Linked DNA regions of Mus musculus: region 2 is linked to region 1. Evidence: chromatin contacts called from public HiChIP or PLAC-seq data. All regions are on one chromosome and are shown on one strand. The core of a region is the stretch at or near the end of the contact, and the rest is flanking DNA. Distances in the headings are between cores, read along the strand shown. Region 1 overlaps Samd4 (sterile alpha motif domain containing 4). Region 2 overlaps Samd4 (sterile alpha motif domain containing 4).

Evidence for each region. HiChIP or PLAC-seq counts read pairs in DNA pulled down with a chosen protein or histone mark.
Region 2: a contact with region 1 is called in an H3K27ac HiChIP or PLAC-seq map of heart atrium, with 5 read pairs. The contact joins two enhancer-like sites. A contact is called at or near these places in 1 of 15 datasets of contacts at CTCF or cohesin (the NIH/3T3 cell line), 9 of 484 Hi-C or Micro-C datasets (bone marrow-derived macrophages, cerebral cortex, cumulus cells and 5 more) and 3 of 115 datasets of contacts at active chromatin or transcription factors (CD8 T cells, heart atrium and large pre-B cells).

The regions. Positions count from the first base shown.
Region 1 is chr14:46,900,590-46,904,834 of GRCm38.p6, reverse strand. The region is part of intron 2 of Samd4 (sterile alpha motif domain containing 4); the gene reads right to left. Among named protein-coding and RNA genes, the nearest start is that of Samd4, 20 kb to the right of the region's middle. Within about 2 kb of position 1,909, at least 11 of the 459 cell types and tissues checked have an H3K27ac peak or open chromatin away from gene starts, as enhancers often do. A contact at or near this core is called in heart atrium, where this site is marked.
Region 2 is chr14:47,009,198-47,013,525 of GRCm38.p6, reverse strand. All of the region lies in intron 2 of Samd4 (sterile alpha motif domain containing 4), which reads right to left. Among named protein-coding and RNA genes, the nearest start is that of Gm52121, 3.2 kb to the right of the region's middle. Within about 2 kb of position 2,220, at least 42 of the 459 cell types and tissues checked have an H3K27ac peak or open chromatin away from gene starts, as enhancers often do. A contact at or near this core is called in heart atrium, where this site is marked.

The DNA.
Region 1 (4,245 bases), core at 660-3,159:
ACACAAATTTTAAATTTCCAGACACCAGATATACATATACATATATATACAAATACATATATATATATGTTTTGTGTATGTATATATATATATATATATATATATATACACACATATATATCCTTGATGAAAGAAAATATATATGTGACAGAGAACTAATAAATTAACAAGAAACAAGTGAAAACTGTGACAGAAAAAAAAATGGAAGCATGAACACACTGAACCATAAAACATGGGAAATGCCGCTAAAAGGATCCAGTAAGGACACAAGTTTCAGCGAGACCTTTCATCCACAGCAGTCACTGTAGAAGACTGTGTCAGTGAGCCTCCTAAGTGTTCATGGGAGGATGCCAGGCCCAACCTTGCAAAAAGATATGTTGGCTAGCAAACCCAAATCCAAACGTATTAGGCTGCATGACCCAGAAAATGCACCTATAGATATATATTCTGAACTAATAACTGCTTTAAAAGATTTTTTTATTACAGCATTGTTAAAAATATAAAGAGGTAAATAAGCTGGAGGTCCAAGTCTACGGGTTTTGATTTAGTGAAAGTGGCCCTGTCATAAAACAGAATGCTACATGGTCATTTAAAATGTTATAGTTACAGAATTTACATCAGTCGTTAAAATACTAGACCTGTATGAGAGTCAAGGATAGTTTTGATCTAGTCTTCTCTAAACAATACATGTATATTCTATGCAGTATGTTCCCATGATCAGAGTATTGTGGACTTGACGGAAAGAGAAAAGATGTTTTACAACCTGAAGAACTATGCTGTTATCTCTTTTGTCAAATTTCTGCAGTAGAAATACAGTTCTTCCTCTAAGAATGTGGTTGTTAAAAACGAAACAAAATGAAACACCTTTCTACCCAGTTCTCTAGGATCTGATTTGTAACACTGATAAGACTGCTCCGTGTAGGAGACAGTGTAGCTAATACGTGTATCTTCTCTTAAACAGCTCCTGTGAACACATAAGCACACAGTAACAATTCTGAAAGAGGCCATGGATTTGAAGGAGAGTTAGGAGGGATCTGGTGCCAGCCTAGACCAGTGGTTCTCCACCTTCCTTTAAATCAGTTCCTCGTGTTGTGGTGACCCCCAACCATAAAATCATTTCATTGCTACTTTTATGACTGTAATTTTGCTACAGTTTAAAATCATAATACAAATATCTATGCTTTCCAATAGTCTTAGGTGACCCCTGTGAAGGAGTCTCAACCCACAGGTTGAGAACCACAGGTTTAGCGGGAGGAAAGGGAAGGGAGAAATGTAATTATAATCTCAATTTAAAAACAAAACAAAACATGGAAACAAGAGAACTATCTCACATGCCAAAACTCACTCGATCCATTTAACACTTAAAGTTCTTTATGCTATATTCATATTTAGTGTAAACCTAGAGCAGAACATTCTTTTCTAAATCAGAAAACATGGTAGTTGTGTGGCCAAGCAATTGGGTAGAGAGCATAATGGAAAGACCTTTTATTCCAAATCATTAAATTATGCCCAAGTTAAATAGTAGCCCTTACTGGTTGCCCAGTTCAGTCTCTCATGTCCCACTTTGTGCGCCTACTACAGGTAAAGCGTTCTGAAGATGCTTAACTCAACAGTGCCCCCTTCAACGCCACAGGTCTGAGATCTGAGATTAAAGGAAATTTCAATTCAAAGGGTTAATCAGAACAGTTGCTTAAACCTACAGCTCGGAAGAGAGTCGGCCCCTCTGTCTACTCCTGAAGACCCCGGTATTTTCCCCTCAGCTGTCACAAATGGTTGGAAAAGCTTTCTTTCCCACCATGACATGCATATGACATCACATTGTGGACCCGGAACTCAACACTGGAACACAACTTGCCAAAAGTGATGTCAGTCTAGTACATAATCGCAGTCCAATTGTAAAGTCAGGCAGCGTTTCATCTGATCAGCTTTTGGCGGAAGCAGGCCGACTGGAGCCACCTGTTACCGTATCTAGAACCAAGCCTCTCTTAGCAGCTCAACAACAAAATGCTATAAATATTCATTCCTAATGAAACTGCTCAAAGGTCACTTTTAAGGAGGAAGGGCTTTCAGTGGGACTGCTGATAACAAGCTGGCTATTTTTAGAGACTATACAGTCGAAAAGGCACTGTTATTGAAAACGGCATACTATACTACTGCAGTATACCATAGCAGTATACCATAGCAGTATACTATAGCAGTATACTATTGCTATACTGGTGGTAGAAATTAATCAAAAGCATCATGGCTAGCTATAGGATCCTTGAAACCTTTACATTTGATATGATGTGTAATATAACTGTGAAAACCAAAGCCATTTAAATTCTGCAAAAGACTCGCCTGAACAGGGGCACACCTTTTCAAAAGGTTTCTTGAAGTGTGAGTGTTACAAATACCCTCTTTAACCTCCTGTAAAAACAGCCTCGCTTTTCAACAGCTGTCAAAATAGATTCCAGTATCCATTTTACTCCAGAGTGTTGGGAGAAGATCTTAAAATTGCCAAGGAGTGTCAGGATGTGGGTGACTCCCTTTAAAATATTCTTCCAGCTACAGAGAGGTGGAAAAAGCACAGATCCATGACCCATCAAAGGGAAGACAAAGTGATCATGCCTAGTTACACAGCCTGGCCCTGTGTTCAGACCAGGTCAGGTATGTCCTTTATTGCAGACGTGTACCTCTGGGCCACCCACACCTAGGGACTTGGGGCAGTGCTATTCAGGGATGGAGTTGCCAGATTCAATAATGGAGTTACAGGCATTCCAGCTAACTTCACTTCACAGATGCACAATGAGTAATGTCTTTTGGTTTGAGTAGAATTATACCCTGATATTCATGGTGCATCTGCAGTTCAAGGTTGGCCAGGGTCCTGCCATTTCTCTGGCGATCACACAGAACAACACTGAGGCATACAAGCTCTGCCTCCCAGACCCAGTGCTCTGGCCATAGAAGCTCTGAGAGGCTAGCTAAATGCTTAATGTAACAACAGTTTAGTTTTCTCCTTTAAAAAATCCTTTCAAACTGTACAAAAGTTAACTCTGTAGTACAACTGACTCTACCTTTCCGGAAATTATCAATCCTCAGTCTTTGTCGCTTTACACTGGAGATACAGACTTCAGTCTGCAACCACTATGACGTCATTTCCTAACATGACCAAGGGGCTCCAACACAAGGATGCTGATAACTGATACCAGGACATGTCCTAGTGTGCAGTTCACATTCAAATGCAACACGCTCTTCTGATTCTGTTGTGGTCTTGCTTTCCCCATCCAAGGTTCAACCTAGAACCCTTAGGTTGCTCTTATTTGGCACATCTTGGCGGCACCGTAGCCACCCTACCAAGTGCACACCCATGATGTACAGAGGTGGAATGGGAAGGTCAGGGCACGGACAACAAAGTGCCTCTTTCTTTGTCTTAGGGAAACAATTCGGCTCTATTCAAGGACTGAGCTGCTAATGAATACCACACTCCACTCTAACTCAGAGTTCAGTGAAATTGCAAAAATGTTAAACACTGGAGAGCGTCTTCCTCCTTCAGGGGGAAAGTAAGAGAGAGGCTTTAAAAAAGCAACAGATATTCTCAACCAACTCTTGCTGGTAAGTGTATGGAGCTAAGTATATACACGTTATACTGACTATCACCTCAGCAGCCGGACACTGAACATCTGAACCACATGAGACTCGAGTTTGACCTTACTGTTCCGGGTTTTAGAGTTTTAACTAAGCTCAAATCATCGGCAAATGCCACAAAAATCTTGAAAATGTGCTAGCATCGCTCATTCTGCCCCCAACAGGAATGTGAAGAGAGAGAGGCCCTGTTTAAACAACAACAAAGAATTCTGACAAGGAACCTCATGCTCTTCCAACCTTCAAAGGAGAGGGCACAGGTAGCAATAATACCAAAGAGTAATAAGAGAGACACAATTATTTTCTCATTTAGCTGAAGTATGCAAGAAAAATTCTTAAAGGTCTTCTTGAGATAATTTCAGGTTAAATGACAGCTTTTGCAAAATGTTATCTTTTTACAAGCAATTCTTTTAAATGATGATTAAAACAATTAAAGAATGCAAACCACTAACTAATGTATAGAATTCATCTTTTAAAACACTCCATGTATACCCATACTGGGATATTTATAGGCAGGGATACTTATCACAATATATGATTTTGTCTAACTTTCCTCTAAAGCATTCCTTTTTAAATATTTAAAAAATTATTTTGTATGTATAAATTCTTTGCCTGAATGCATAT
Region 2 (4,328 bases), core at 971-3,470, 110 kb before region 1:
TACCGAAAGGACCAATTGAGTACTTGGCAGTAGAAACAAGTAGAAATAACCCTTTCCCTTCGCTCTGTATCAGTCAGACTCAGAGAAAGATGATGTAAGCAGCTTTGGATGTTTAGTTTTACAAATAGAGGGAGGACACAAAGGAAGTCATTAAAATATTACCAAGTTGGAAAAAACGATAAGGAGTGAGGGAGGAGGGTGTTACAGAGAGTTTCTTTCATCTCCCAGAACCCCTACCTTCCAAAGCCAATTTGAAATTCATTTTTAAAAAGATTCCCAACTCTGAGAGGCAGGTGAATGTATCAGTTGAGTGGGAAGATTTAAGAATCAGGTAAACCTAGGCTCAAGTTGTTTTTTGCCACCACGTACTTAGGAGATATTGAGGAAGTTACCCAATCTTGCCGAGCCTCTCACCCATGGAGCAAGGATCACAAGTGCCTCATATCTTCCTTGTAAGACAAAGAAAGAACAACTAGTTGTGATGTTACTATATCTAGTAGCAATTAGCTAAATTGTCAGAGAGCTAGGACCGCCCTTCTAACAATAAGAAGCGAGACTGGACTCTCTTCATGTGGGGGTTTCTGGGATGCCAAAGAGTCACTGTGTGAAGCAGAAGCTACTAACCTGAAGACGGAGGAAGACTACAGAGAAGAAGTGGGAAGCCAGGATCATGAAAGGTACAGAAGAGTTGTGGTAGAAGTGTCTAGAATCCTAATCCTGTTCCCAGGATTTGGGGATGAGAGATGAAGGATAAGGGTTGGGAATAGGGTGGAGAGTGGGGTGTCTGAATACTGCTAGACACCCCACTAATAATACCAGATATAATACTAGCAGCACAGATAATTAGTAAAATAACATGAGCCATGTACAGTACCTGCAACTTTGCAGTAGTCAAATTACAAAAAAGCAACAAGCTACTTGATTTAGGCCAACACTAAAATATCATTTCAACTGGTAGTCATTACAGATCACTAGGGAGACAGACATGTATCCCTCTTCAGACTTGAGTTAAATTTTGGAAATCCAGGGCTTATGTTATCACCGACACACCTGCACTTGAGTGAGCCGTGTTACCCTGCCCATGGCTAGTGAGCAGCTCGGCACAGGCTAAAGACATTCTAATGGAGGAGAAGGGCATGAGACAGGTGACCTCGAGAGGTCCTTCCTACCTCTCTGACAATTTAGCTAATTGCCACTAGGTTTAATATCTATCTGATTGCCACCAGATGTAAGAATATCACGTGTCTCACTAGTCAGAGCCTATCTTTTAAAGGGGTCTGGGAAATGAACAAAAACTCATCATAATAGCTCCATCCCTTTGTCTGCAAAGACTGGGCACCATTTTCTGGCTTTTTTTTTTTTTCCTTTTCTTTTCTTGAAGTCTGAGGTATTTTTCACTTATTTGTTTGGAGACAAAGTCTCATTATGTGGTTCCTTCTGGCCTCTAGCTCACAGCAATCCTTTCGCATCAGTCTCTGCTAAGAAGGACAGACACGGGGCATGAGTCTGGCACGCTTCACATGATGGCTATATTTAGGAGGAAAAGAAACCTAGGCCGTCTGTCCAAGGGTCTCAAGAGTCCCAGGAAGGACACAAAAGGCCCAGAGGAAGAACAGACGTGTGTCATAAGCCAACAGTGAGCTGGGGCAGGTTGCAAGCACACATATCCTTACAATTAAATTCGGGAACCAAAAAATGCGTGAGGCTGAAGAATTTCCTAGACTCCTGCTAGGCCACTTCCCTGTTTAGATATTCTGCCCTCACAAAAGGTCGGTCTTAAAAAAAAATGTCAGGACAAAAATAAAACATAAATAGGACTCAGAGTGCTAGTGAGACAGGTTATCTCCAGCAAGCACTTTCTGCCAAGTATTAACCCAGGACTCTGAGGGAAGAGGCACAGCAGAGCCTGGGGATGAGAGGTCTCTGTCCCTTGTCCCTTCTAGGGCTGAAATAACACTATCCCCAGGAATAGCCGTCAGATGGTTTGAGGTTGTGGTGTGGCCAGGAAGACAACATGGTTTTTGCTTACCCCTCCTGGGAACTCAGCTCGAAGGCTGCTTTCTGAGGCTAGCCACACCTACTGGCTCAAACTTCTCTTGCTCTAGCTGTCACGCTGACAGCCAACAGTATTGAGTGGTTTCTGTGGGCCAGGCTCTCTTGTAAGCCCTGTGCATTTAATTACTCATTGAACGCTCTCAAGAAGCTTAGCGAGAGGGGGCGGGGTAGCAGAGCTCATAACTAGCCTTATTTCGCTGATGAGAGAGACAGAGACGTAGGTGGACCGACTAAGCTGCCATCGGTCCCTTGACTAGTGAAGAGGCAGCATGGAGGCAGGCAAACCAGCTTCAGCTACAGATGGTTATCACGCTAGAACCGCCATGAGCTAGATATTTTAGTATTTGTGGTATGCAGTCCTTACATCGACCTTGTGTAAATGCGTAGCTATAGTTACAAAAACTGGAAGGGAAGCCAAAGGAGCTTCGGAGACAATGGAGAGGATAGTTTTTGTGGTTTTGGGGTGCTAGTGGTTCCTTCTGACACCTGTCCTCCGAAGGGAAGCTCATCCTCTTCTCTGAGGTCTGGGGGCATGGTGGGGGGCGTGGTGTGGGCGCGTTTAGGGAGTCTCCTGAAGCAGTGTTGTGGAGATGGCACTGTGCAACTTTAGGGTTCAGGGTATAAAAGATGCAGCTCTTGCCTTGCTCTCTGCTCTTGGATGGTTCACTCTGAGGGAAGTCGGCAGTCCTACTGAGAGGTCATTCTTTGCCCGGTAGCAACCCAATGAGGGCATTCAGGTGAGGAGCCAAAGATGTCCTAATTAAGGTTAGTCTATTGCCATGATGGAACACCGTGAGCAGAGGCAGCTTGAGGAGGAAGTCAGGGCAGGAACTCGCACAAGGCAGGATCCTGGAGAGGCAGAAGCTGTGGAGGGGTGCTGCCTGCTTGCTTGCTTGTTCATGTGCTCGCTCACTCGTTTGCTCGCTCACTCGCTTGCTCGCTCACTCGCTTGCTCGCTCACTCGCTTGCTCGCTCACTCGCTTGCTCGCTCACTCGCTTGCTCGCTTGTTCTTTGTTTGTTTTAGACAGGGTTTCTCTGTGTAGCCCTGGCTGTCTGGGAACTCACTCTGTAGACCAAACAGGCCTCGAACTCAGAGATCCACCTGTCTCTGCCTCCCCAGTGTTGGTATTAGAGGTGTGTGCCACTACTAGCCAAAAGGCCTTTTCTTATTTGAGGCTCCCTCCTCTCTGGTGACTCTAGTTTGTTTAATATTGACATAAGATTCACCAGCACAGAGGTCCTCTGCCAATGTCCACATGCAAAGGAAATCTCAGCCCTGTTTAGAGTCTTCACATGACTAGAGCTCCAGACAGCATTCTGACGGACCCTGAGCCACAACCACACATTACAAGAGCCAAAGAAACAGTGTGTGATTACATATGTATTGTTCTAATCAGCCAAGCCTTGAGTAATTTGTTTCATGGCCAAAGGTAACTAATGTATAACCAAGTGCTGCTAAGGAAAAAAGGAAGCTTTAGCCATGTGGCTTTGAATGTCTGATCCATCTGACATTGCTGTTCCTATTCTGAAACAGACTCAGGTCCCTAACTTGCTGCTACTAAACTCTTCCTTGCCTCCCTCGCCTCCATTGCTTGCTCACCAGGAATGGTAGACCATGGGTTAGCTCCTTAAGTGCCTCCAGGGAAAGAATGCACTGACCATGGAGCCTGGAGCTACGCCCACATTAAGGGGCGAGATTTTTCGGGGCGACTTAGAAATTGGTTTCTGATTATAATTTGGCCTCCCGTGGTGGTCTGCCAGCAGAAGTTGTGGGCTGATTATCTGGATTTTCATTACATCCTGTCAACCACTGCTCCCCAAGTCAAATTACCAAGCCAGCATTGCAGAGTCTGCCTCCCTGCCTTCCAGACAGCACAAGTTAGCCTCTCAGCATGAGCGTCTGTGACGATAGTACAGGAGAGAACACCTCTACCATTGAGCCGAAGGCAGATCCTACACAAGGAGTCATGGGACATGCTAGCTACATTCCGCTAGATGCCCACCAGCCTTCTTTGGGGTGTCTATGTCCCTTAACCTATTCCTGACTCACCCCAGCATCAGCCTGTATGGAATGAGAACTAAACCTGGGAAACTAAAGTCCAATCCCCACGAGTTTTGATGATGCCAACCCATTTCTCCATCCTCTGAGTGCCTTCCTTGAGTAAGGAGCCCAGATGTGCAGGATATTTAATGTGGGGAAAAGTTAATGATTTACCGATTTTAATCCAGTGACATAAGAAGAGTGAAAGAAAAATGGAAAGTTATAGTTAAA